Linked DNA regions of Ctenopharyngodon idella: region 1 is linked to region 2. Evidence: chromatin contacts called from public Hi-C data. All regions are on one chromosome and are shown on one strand. The core of a region is the stretch at or near the end of the contact, and the rest is flanking DNA. Distances in the headings are between cores, read along the strand shown. Region 1 holds the start of gdap2 (ganglioside induced differentiation associated protein 2). Region 2 holds the start of man1a2 (mannosidase, alpha, class 1A, member 2).

Region 1 (5,739 bases), core at 2,216-4,715, 140 kb after region 2:
TCACCGGTTCGACATCCTGGAAAAATATTAGCACAGCCAAGTCATTTACACTCCAACAAAATAATGAGATAATATCTGTAATCAAAATAGTATAACAAAAACAAACAGCATTTAAAAAATATTAAAAGTTTAAGATCTAAGTTGAATACATCTAACAGTTCTTCATTTGCTAACCAGGTAGTGCCCCCTACCTTTCAGTTTGAGTAGTTCATCCCGTAGTTCAGGTCCGGCATATCTGTGGATACTGTCTGATACGGGGTTCTTGTCTGTTAGGGTCTCATTGCTTGTATTGACGATTGCAGTGCAGTTTAAAAGTGCCACATCTCCATTACTGTAAAATGAGGGAATGATATAACCCAACATATCACATACAGAACATCCAGAAAATCACATAAGGTATGGAAAAGCTATGAGTACAAATATAGCATATAAATAACAGTGTTATTATTGTAAACTATATATATATATATATATATATATATATATATAAACTTTAATTAGAAATTAAAGAAATTAGAAACTAGGAATGTTGCCTTGGCAACTAAGTGAATTAAGTTAAAGTTTAAGTACTAAAGTTACTAAAACAAAAAAATAATAAAATAATAAAATTACTAAAACTTTAAAATGAAAATGAAAACTGAAAATATAAAAGTAAAAGCACAAAATAATACATACTAAAACGCTATATAAATAATTCTAAAACAACACTGATAAATAAGTTTTTTTTTTAACATAACACTATTACCTGTTAATATAATTGTGCCATTTTCCATTTTTAAAAGAAAAATGATCAAAAACAACAAAAAAAAATCATGTTTTGCAGTTGCATGGAAATCCGATAAATAATAATAATAAGTTTTATTTATATAGCGCCTTTTAAGGACCCAAGGATGCTTTACATCAAGTTGATAGATAACATGAACAAAAATATATACAAGTATACAGTCAAAAATGAAAGGATAAAGTCACTATGAACAAATCCTGCTAGCACAAAACAATGTGCACTGCTGAATTCTTTTCCTGCCTGAACTTCCAGATGGACTGGTTTTCTGAATTGACTTTATAGAGAAGTTCCATGAAATGAATTTCCCCTTTCTTAAAAAAGAGAAACTATGAATTTGATACTGCCATAACACAGCTATATCAGTCAGAAAGCACAGCAAGAAGGACTTCTCAGATGGTTGCATGTGACTGAACTATAAGGGGGATTTGGGTGCACGAGGGAATGACTAAAAGCAGTAAAGATCTGGTGCAAATAACTGATGCAAAGAGCACAGTGGGTGCAGACTGCAGAGGAATAAAAAGGTTTAGGCCTAAATTATTAAACTAAGACATCAAAAGAAAAGAGTTAAGCCAGTTTGATGCTTAGGCTTTTAGGGCTAAGACTGAAATTATAGCCAAAAAACTATTAAGCAATTTGTTCTTAAATAACTGCAGATGTTTTTGGAGAATCTAGGAAAAGCAGAAGGTTTGGGGAATATCAATAGCATTATAATAAATAACACTCACAATAGTACAATCTTGCTGTTGATGTCTTGTCTGAAGGGGAAAGGGGACGTTAAGGAGTTGACATGATTTGTCAGCTTGTCTTTCTCCTTCCTTAAGTGGTTTTCTCCATCCACCTCATCGTGGACTCCCTGAAGCTGGTCCCACGTGTGGAGGCTTTGGACCTCCAAAAACTGGGAACGAGCTCCCAAGGGATCCATGCTGTTGCTTCACTGAAAAATGTTGAACTGAAAGACACAGAGAAGCGTTTACACAAAGAGACTGTAGTGTGACCTTGGCCACATTAGCAATCATACACACACTGTGGTCTGCATCAGTTTAAACATGTAAGTGGATAGTTACTTAAATTTTTTAGGCACAGAAATGCTGTGAAATCACTTGTGATCTAAAATTTACTTTAGGTTAGTTAAATGTTATGCATCCTAATTTTTAAAATTTGTAGCATTTTGATTAAGTTTGACTATTTTAATAAAACTCCTTTAAACAATTTTAAAGGATTAGTTCACTTTCAAATATAATTTTTCTGATAATTTACTCACCCTCATGTCATCCAAGATGTCCATGTCTTTCTTTCTTCAGTCGAAAAGAAATTAAGGTTTTTGATGAAAACATTCCAGGATTATTCTCCTTATAGTGGACTTCAATGGCCTCCAAACGGTTGAAGGTCAAAATTACAGTTTCAGTGCAGCTTCAAAGGGCTTTAAACGATACCAGACGAGCTTACGCTGTATGTCCTACGCCTTCCCTATTCTACTTACGGAAAAAATGGAACTGGCTCTGCGTTCGTTCCGTAAGTTGAATAGGGAAGGCGTAGGACATACAGCGTAAGCTTTTTGAGGAACACGTAAGTGCGGTTTTGGCGGAACCACTTGGAAGGCGAACATTTGTTTATATAAAGCATATACATTTACATTTTTTTTCGAAAATGACCGATCGTTTCGCTAGATAAGACCCTTATTCTTCGTCTGTTATCGTTTATAGCCCTTTGAAGCTGCACTGAAACTATAATTTTGACCTTCAACCATTTGGAGGCCACTGAAGTCCACTATAAGGAGAATAATCCTGGAATGTTTTCATCAAAAACCTTCATTTCTTTTCGACTGAAGAAAGAAGGACATGGACATCTTGGATGACATGAGGGTGAGTAAATTATCAGGAAATTTTTATTTGAAAGTGAACTAATCCTTTAAGTCATCTTGGAAGTTTGCTGAGGCCCCCTAGTGGACCCTGACCTCCTGGTTGAGAACCACTACTGTTTGAATAGTGTGGTGCTTTCTTCAAAATGGAAAAAAATGTGTTTCCAATCTTCCAAAGTGTGACAATAATTTAAAAAGTATTCAGCAATTATTTCTGTGCCTGGTGCAGCAGCTGCAGTGTGAGAAGTGTACTATTTTTGAACGTAATTGACTTTGAAGCACAACAGAGAAGCTTTATCAGTGCCCAGACAGACAGGACTTCAGGAACAGATAAGATATTCAGCAGAAATGAGCTGCATGTGTAAAGGTCGACTCCCCAAATTAGATTTAATCGACAACAACAAAGCTAGGAGTTAGGAGATAGTCTCATCTCGATTGCAAAAAGCACATACAAACCATGCCGCACAATACTGCTTTAAGGATAGAAAGGAGAACAACACCTTATACTAATTCTAACCACATCGACTTGATGAAAATGCAACAAATTACAAGCACCATCAATCGCAATGACCAGCAACCTACCAGATGTCCACTGATGTAGCTATTCAGTCCTGCCAACTGCAAAAACAAAACCACGTTAGCTCAAATTAATCCGTTAAAGATAGTGCTAGAGATCACTGTCATCCTCCTGTGCTTCCGCTTTTAAATAGACCATTGTTAAAATGTGATTTTAGCTGCTTGTGGTCAACACATTGTGTTTGCAACATTCAGCGAGTTTCCTGATCAGCTGATTCACGAGGACAAAAATCATCACTTCCGGGATTGCAGCAGGGACGGTAGCTATGTTGTCGATACGTGTAGAAAACGCACAGACCTAGCCAATACAGTATCATAGATTTTAAGTGGCGTTCTACTGTCACCTCAAAATTAAAATAAGCATGATAAAGTATAATGAATAAAAAAAAAAAAAATCAATTAATAGTTTAATTATAAGCACATTGGTACGTCTCATGGGCAGCGACATGACTTCACAGACCGAAGTAATCGATAGTGTGCACATAATTTATAAGAAGAACAGATACATTAAACGCATAAGGAGTGAAAGTAATGATGAAGCATTCAATCATATATTTTATCATGACACAAATGTCCATATAAACGTAAATTCCTGAAACATTTTGTGAAGTAACATCGTAGTTCTGCTCGGTAATCGACCTCTTTTGTCTTTACTGGATGTCACACATGCGACGAAAAGCATGTAGACGTTCTCCGGATCCACAGAAGCAATATTTTCATAAAGGACTTCAGATACAATATCTAATCGACAAAGTATGTAACTACATTTTCTATACACATAGGCTTAATTTGGATTTTGTTACTTTCTAATATTTCTCGCTCTCTCTATATATACTAGATTAAACGAACTGCATGTGGTTCACGTTGCTGTGTACATTGTCGCGTGGACCTGAAAACGTGGTTGCAGAAATAGTTGCTCACTTTCCGTTTATAGATTGCCTGTTTGATTAATTTGCATTATAACTGGCAATCACAGCTTTTGGAGGTGGTTATGAGCATCATTTGGTGAAGCCGAAGAACTAAAATACCATTGAACAACGTCACAACCACAGATCTGGTTTAATCTGTTAATGTTGATATAAGGTAAAACAAATGTATGCTCCCATCGAGATGAAAAATATGACTTATGAAGTAGGGAAGTGGCACTTGCCCCATGTTATGTGTAAGCCGTTTCACTGAGCATTTATTTTGGCCACCACAAGCTCAATATAATAATATAAATTTTCAACAAGCTCAATATAATAGTATTTAGAGGCGAAGCATCTGATACACATACCACCGTTTTGGGTGAAATTAATGGTTTTTATACAGTTTTTATACATTACCAAATAATTATGAAATGTATTTTCTTTGATATAAAACTGCTTTGTAGAAAATTTACTTTGATAAGCTGCAATATACAGTATGATGGGCCTTTTCTAAATATGTGTTCACATGACAAATTGTGCACAGTTTTCTAGATTAAGAGAGTGAGATATCTTACCAGAATCCCCTACTTTTATTTTGTGCCTACAGCCTCTGGTTTGCCATGGGTTTAACTAAGCAGTACCTGCGCTATGTGGCGAGTGCTGTATTCGGGGTGATCGGCAGTCAGAAGGCCAACCTCGTGTTTGTGACCCTCAAGGGTGGTGAGAAGGGTCGATATGTTGCTGTTGGAGCCTGTGAACATGTCTTCATATGGGATGTCCGCAAAGCTGAGAAGGTATTTGAATGTTTCAAAAGATCAATTAGTAGTACATTGACTCATCAGTTTATATAAACTGCTAAATGTTGCACTCACCTTCTCTCCCCTTTAATTTCTCAGGTTCTTATACTTGAAGGTAAAAAGCATGAGGTGACGTACTTGTGTCCCTCTCCTGATGGTGTCCACATAGCAGTGGGTTATGAGGATGGAGGTGTGCGCATCTTTAACCTGCTGAACGGTGAAAGCAACATCTCCTTTAGTGGACACAAATCAGCTGTCTCAGTCATTAGATATGATGCACTGGGCGCTCGTCTTGTCACCGGCTCAAGAGTGAGACTACAATTTAAAAATTTTTTTGTTTTTTTGTTTTTTTGACAGACATTAATTTTTGGACAAACTAAAGTCATTTTTTTTATGTTGTTGTCTTGCAGGACACAGATGTGATTATGTGGGATATCATCAATGAGTGCGGTCTGTACAGACTCAAAGGACACAAAGATGAAGTCACACAAGTTTTGTTCTTGGAGAACAAAAACCTGCTGATTACAAGGTAAATCAGCCTTTACATTTCATTTGAATGAATTCAGCACTTGAAAATATTTGACACTTTATATTATGTCATGGACATGATTGTGTGTGTATATATATATATATATATATATATATATATATATATATATATATATATATATATATATATATATACACAGTAAAACCAAAATTTATTCATACACCCTGAACATTTCATTCATTAATACAGTTTATTCACTATAGTTTAAAAAAATGGTAATAAAATATGACAAGATCTCAGAGTTAAACTATGTCAGAAAAACATTA
Region 2 (5,948 bases), core at 3,251-5,750:
TCGCAACCTACAGGACTTGAAGTATCTATTGCTAACATCTTGGTGCCAGATACAGCAGGACACCTTTAGGGGTCTTGTAGAGTCCAGGTCAGCGGGTCGGCGCTGTTTTTGCAGCACATGGAGGACCAATAGCTTATTAGGCAGGTGGTCATAATGTTTTGGCTCATCGTTTAGCCTATATACTTAGTTGTATAATAATATGGCTGCTATATGTCCTCCAGAAGACGTCACTAATGATGTGCATCGTTAAACTCTGTTTTCCAGAGACCTCGTATTCCTCGGTGTGCACTTTTTCTGTGAACGCCTTTACGCAATCCTCATGGGCTCGAGAGCTGCACGCTATCATATCTGTTGATATTGGATCCACTCAGTCATCAGCTGCCTCGTCTTCTCATTGCATTTGTCATTTCTCTGTCTAAAACGCATTGTCTTGTTTGGCAGTGTTTACCTCTACGAGCTCCTCTCTATCTACACTTCATTTATCATTCACACTTGAGTTATACACATATTCTCTTGCTCTTGTTATTTTTCCTCCACATGCCCTTTTGTAAATCGTTCTGTCTGATGTACACACTCTGCTTTTACCGTATTCATTAGTATGTGACTACAGTCTGCCTCAGATCTCTAATCTCCCATCAATCCCTCGCAAGGTGAGAACTCTTCCTCACCTGTCAGCATCATGTCATGTCACAGTGCCGAGACCAGATTGTTGTGACAAAGCTTGACAACCCGGGCTAAAAGCTTCTTTATCACGCCCGCAAAAGCACTGAAGGGGAGAATAACATGCCAGAGAATTTAGAATCCGGGACTGTGTTGCGACTGAATTATTCAGTTGGATTAGTTAACATTAGCAGTTTGTCAATAATTCATTCATCAGGAGAAATGTGGTTTCCAGGACAACTTGCATAACATAGTGTTCAGTCCCCTTTGGGCAACTCATATATTTTTAGTAACAGAGATAGAGATGCTCACTTGCACAATTAAAGAGAAGGGAGTTAAAAAAAAAAAAAAGTCATGAAGGGGACTTGAAGCATATGTAATCTACATTATTAGTTGATCATATAGTATAATTTTTAAGATGTAAACTATAAAATGAATCCATGTGTTAAGGCAGCGTGTGTTAATCGTATAAGATCAGAACTAAGATGGAGGTGTGGCCAAATCTTTGCAAATAAATAAAATAAAATGAGCAAGTCAGCTATAAAAGCGAATACTTAAATGATTAGTTCACCTTAAAATGAAAATACCCCAAGCTTTACTCACCCTCAAGCCATCCTAGGTGTATATCACTTTCTTCTTTCTGATGAACACAATCTAAGTTATATTAATAAATATCCTGACGCATCCAAGCTTTATAATGGCAGTGAATGGGACCAACGAGTATGAAGCTCAAGAAAGTGCATCCATCCTTCATAAACTTACTCCGGAGGGGAAATAAAGGCCTTCTGCGATGCGTTTGTGTAAGAAAAATATCCATATTTAAGAAGTTATAAAGTAAAATATCTAGCTTCCGCTAGTTGCTTCAGTCACGCTTTTTTCGTAAGTTGAATACAGAAGGCGTAGGATGTAGTGTAAGCATTTTGAACTGCAAGAGGCATTACACTTTCTTCATAAGATATTTTACTTTATAACTTCTTAAATATGAATATTTTTCTTACACAAATGCATCGCTTTGCTTCAGAAGGCCTTTATTAACCCCCTGGAGCTGTGTGGAGTACGTTTATGATGGATGGATGGATGCACTTTCTTGAGCTTCCTACTCATTGGTCCCGTTATAAAGCTTGGATGCATCAGGATATTTATTAATATAATGCCGTTTATGCTCATCAGAAAGAAGAAAGTCATATACACCTAGGATGGCTTGAAGGTGAGTAAATCTAGGGGTAATTTTCATTTTAAAGTGAACTAATCCTTTAATATGTTTATGTACTGCACATCGTATTTAGCGAGTCATTTTTATGTTAATACAGTAATAAAGTTCTTAGCTATCAAAAATTACTTTGGCAAAGAACTTGCAAAGAACATGTAGTCTTCGCTAACGGACTTGTGGAAGGGCCCTTTGTGAAGGGATTCAGCTGTTCACTTTCGTTTGGAACACCCCTACAAATGGCATCCCTTTCCCGAAGCGCCCCTCAAGGGCGCAAAAACGCCGTTTGGACTTTCGCCCAGAATCTCAGCTGAAGCAGTAGGACACACTACTGTTTTATGAGTACTATGAACTTGGACATTTTTCACATATAGTATAGAAGTAGGCATATTCGGATGCAGTGATTGATTCATTCAGGAATGGAACCGTCTTTATGAGTGAGTCACTGAATCATTCACTCAACTAATTCGTTCCAAAACACTGATTCATTCAAGGATCATTCATTCTGTGTGTTGCGGCAGTTGATTAAGCTTTAGCTTTGTTTAGAACTATATTCTTTGGACACAGTAGTAACTGGCAATTGTGCCCAACAACATGTAAGTAATATTAACCTCTTCTTTAATGAACTGTTATATAAAAACAATAAGATACAATTGTGCTGCTGTTCTTCATTGTATGATGCTGATTAATTGTTTCATTCCAGTCAAAGGCAAACGTTTTAAGTGTTTCACCTTAACCTAATTGTTTTATTTGGTTTTATATGACTCGGATGTGATTATATTGTTTACTGTAACTGTTAGACTATTGTTTAGTTATTAGTTTAACCTAGATTTCTCCATGTGGGTGCTTCTGTTATGGAGACGGTTTTTGCCTCCACTCACTTCCCCTTTTATTTAGCATTATGGGCGGTGCTGTGTCACCTCATTAACTGGAATGTCAGATACAGTCGCTCTTATCTACATTTATTGGTGACAGGATACGTAATTGACAGCCGCTTTGGTCCTGCGGAGCCAATCAACTCGCCCTTGCCTGGACTTCTCAAGGCTGAAGCTGTATCCCATTCATTTGCTTGCAGAGTTTAAACTGTCATCGTTCACCATTCCTCAGTTCAAAGGCTCAGAACACATCCTGATTCATTATGCAGGCCCAGTGGAGGATGGTCTCAGTCTCACCTCTACTGCTCTTAAAGTAATAGATAAACCTTTCAATCATCATAAACCTCCTTTTTCCAGTATCTTTGTCTTCTTTTTGCCTTCACGGAGGTTTGCGGTGAATTATTTTCTATTAATCCAGTCTTTTTTGTTGTATATGGTCTAAGGTTTAAGGTGATTCTTCTTTTGGCCAGTGATCTGTGTCGTATTCTCACAGAAAACTGAGAAACTCAGCAGAGCGAAACTCCTTCTTTCTGACAGTGACTTCTGTCAGGGTGTCAAATGTGTGCCTCTTAAACTGACTGACAGCAGATCCAGTCCCTTGGCACTGCCTTCTTGAGTATGACTCACACACGATTTTTTCTCCACAGCCTTCAACAGCACTGACACTTTCTGTGGGTTAGTCTGGTAAATCATCCTTAAATCAAGAGAAAAGAACTACACTTATGGCAGCTCAAGGACTAAGTCACAGGCTGATCTAAATGGCCTCATTTTTCGGCTGCTCAGCAGAATGTGAACATGTACTTTGATGGATCCATGATGTACAAGGGCGCAAACTATTTTATATTCAACCCCAAGACTGCGTCCTCTAAGTCTTAAACATATATTTGATTAAATGTATATCTTTCCTAAGATTGCGTAATCTAAAGTTTAACATATATTTGATTATATGTAAATAATTTCTATAATTGCGTCACTACATTTTTTTAACATGTATTTGCTTATATGTAAATGATTCCTATAATTCCTATGATAAATATTTTTATTTTTTATTTTTGAAATATTCTTATTTATTTTGTATTATTATTATTTTTTTGAATATTTTATTTATTATTAATAATTTATTTATCATTATTTAAATAATTATAAAATGCATGCAACTAATAATCATCTTAACCTTTTAAAGTTTTTTCTTCGCATAAACTTTATTGTGAACTGTTCAGAAATCTAGTCCTATCGTGGACGCTGTAAAAAAATATTTTCATGATTTGTTATCACAACATTTTTTCTTTCGTCAAATCAACTTAGATAATTAATGTGGTTCAGGTAACAAAATATTTTGAGTTTCTGTTGATTAAACCAATCGCCTTCATTGTATTAACTCAAATTTTTAATTTCAATGAACTCAAAATTTTAAGGCAACCAGGTAACTTACTTTTTTAAGTTAAACCAACAATTCTTTTTAACAGTGCATGTTTAATTTTCCATAAACAGCTAATTGAATATAGCCTAAACATAAACAAGCATACAGAAACACAGAAAAACAAAGATAAAGTAGACAAAAAGAAAAACAAGAGTACTTCAAGTCCACTTTAGGAACTTTGAGAAATTACTACTATAAATGCTCTATTTTCTCAACTGTCCACAATCTACCACTATTGATTTTGCGTTGCCTAGAGAGGCTTGTACTTTAACGACGCTCCCTGGGTTTACCAAACGGCAGCTGACTGGATGTTGGAGGACTGAGAGGAGGAGGAGTAGCTGTTGCAGTAACAACATCCTGGATATTGGAGCCTGGCGGCGCACACGGCTACAGAAATAAAGGAGGAACGAAGACGTAAGGGAGGCGGTGGTGGTAATCGCGAATGTTTCAGTGCATAGAAGCAGGGACATGAACGTGAACCTGACAACTTTCAGGCATTAATTGTGGATTTACGGTCTATGGCGCCGATTTATCCCGAGGCACCGACAAGGTGATGCAGCAGCGGCATGACGGGATCAGTCCGCTACAAGGCTGCCAGCTGAATGCCTTTACTGGAGGAAAAAGGCGCAGCACACGTCCAGCGCAGGCCGGCTTGATCTTTTATTAAAATAGGGCATTATGTAGATAGGATCACCCAGCGGTTGCGATACACCCATGGTTTACTTTCATTATTGTGTCGGCTCTTGATATCGCTCTCCAGTTCAGAGAAGCTGCCACGGCATCAAGCGGATCAGGCCTGTGCTGAAACACCGTCCGCGCGCTCCGCGATATTTACCGTTGTAAGCGCATGATGTGACTGGAACTTTTATCGTTAACATGCAGAACGAAAACTCTTAGTGCTGTAACATTGTGTTCACTATCCGGTCGAACAGTTTTCTTCATGTTTACCTAGGTTGTGATGCTATTTTGTCTTATCAAACTGATTTTTTTCGCTATCGATAACGTATTGCTAGTTTAAGATAAATACGCCTAACGGGCGGTGAGGGCGGACTCGCCGTTCATCGTGAAGAAAACGACTCGACCCAACCCGCCTTGACACCGAGAAGCATTTGGATCAAAGCAAGGATCATGGATCAGAATGATAAAAAGACCCTCACGGTATGTGTACAAATTTGTGTCATCCATATATCTGTAAAAAATACTGGCTGATATTAGAGATATATTGAGTATGAACCGCTTGATGTGGCGCTGTAATCAAGCACAAGCACTTATACAGGTGTCACATTGTCATGCTCAAAGTGTCTCAAAGACAGTCTACATGACGATTTTGATATATTTGCGCATGTTCATTAAGATGATTGTTGTTTTGATATAATGCTGATCTCATTTGAATGGTTATTCGCATTCGCTGGTTTGACTCTATAGTCCTACCTATGTTTGACATGAATGTAAAGCTTTGCCAGAGCGTGATATAGTCCAAACCAGACCATCAAATAAACAATATTTAAAGTAGTTTTGGACAATAACGTCTGCTTGAACGTCCTCATGATGAATTTTTGTCTTTAAATATGTATGTGTGAACCAAAAGCCCTTGTTTTGTCCTCTTGTTTTTAGCCCTTGGTTTGAAATAGTAATAGTAGGGAAAAGGTCTTGATAAGTGGGTTAAGATTCCTTTTTTTAATCCTTACAATTAAGCAATATCACACATGCTGGAGTGTCACACAGTACTGCAGGTAATCACATTCACAACATTGCTTTTATTCAGTAAAACCGCACAGTTGGGTGT

What was found. A called contact is a pair of places that touch in the nucleus more often than the background predicts.
Region 1: a contact with region 2 is called in a Hi-C map of muscle, with 8 times the contacts expected there. The contact joins the promoter of gdap2 here to the promoter of man1a2 in region 2. A contact is called at or near these places in 2 of 2 Hi-C or Micro-C datasets (both in muscle).

What each region holds. Positions count from the first base shown.
Region 1 is chr9:10,436,481-10,442,219 of HZGC01, forward strand. gdap2 (ganglioside induced differentiation associated protein 2) reads right to left here and starts at 3,466. Exons shown (of 13, transcript XR_007931804.1): 1 at 3,225-3,466; 2 at 1,510-1,733; 3 at 192-331; 4 at 1-16. wdr3 (WD repeat domain 3) reads left to right here and starts at 3,816. Exons shown (of 27, transcript XM_051907023.1): 1 at 3,816-3,971; 2 at 4,734-4,920; 3 at 5,023-5,232; 4 at 5,334-5,452. The coding sequence starts at 4,747.
Region 2 is chr9:10,294,082-10,300,029 of HZGC01, forward strand. It overlaps man1a2 (mannosidase, alpha, class 1A, member 2), which reads left to right and starts at 4,501. Exons shown (of 14, transcript XM_051907024.1): 1 at 4,501-5,320.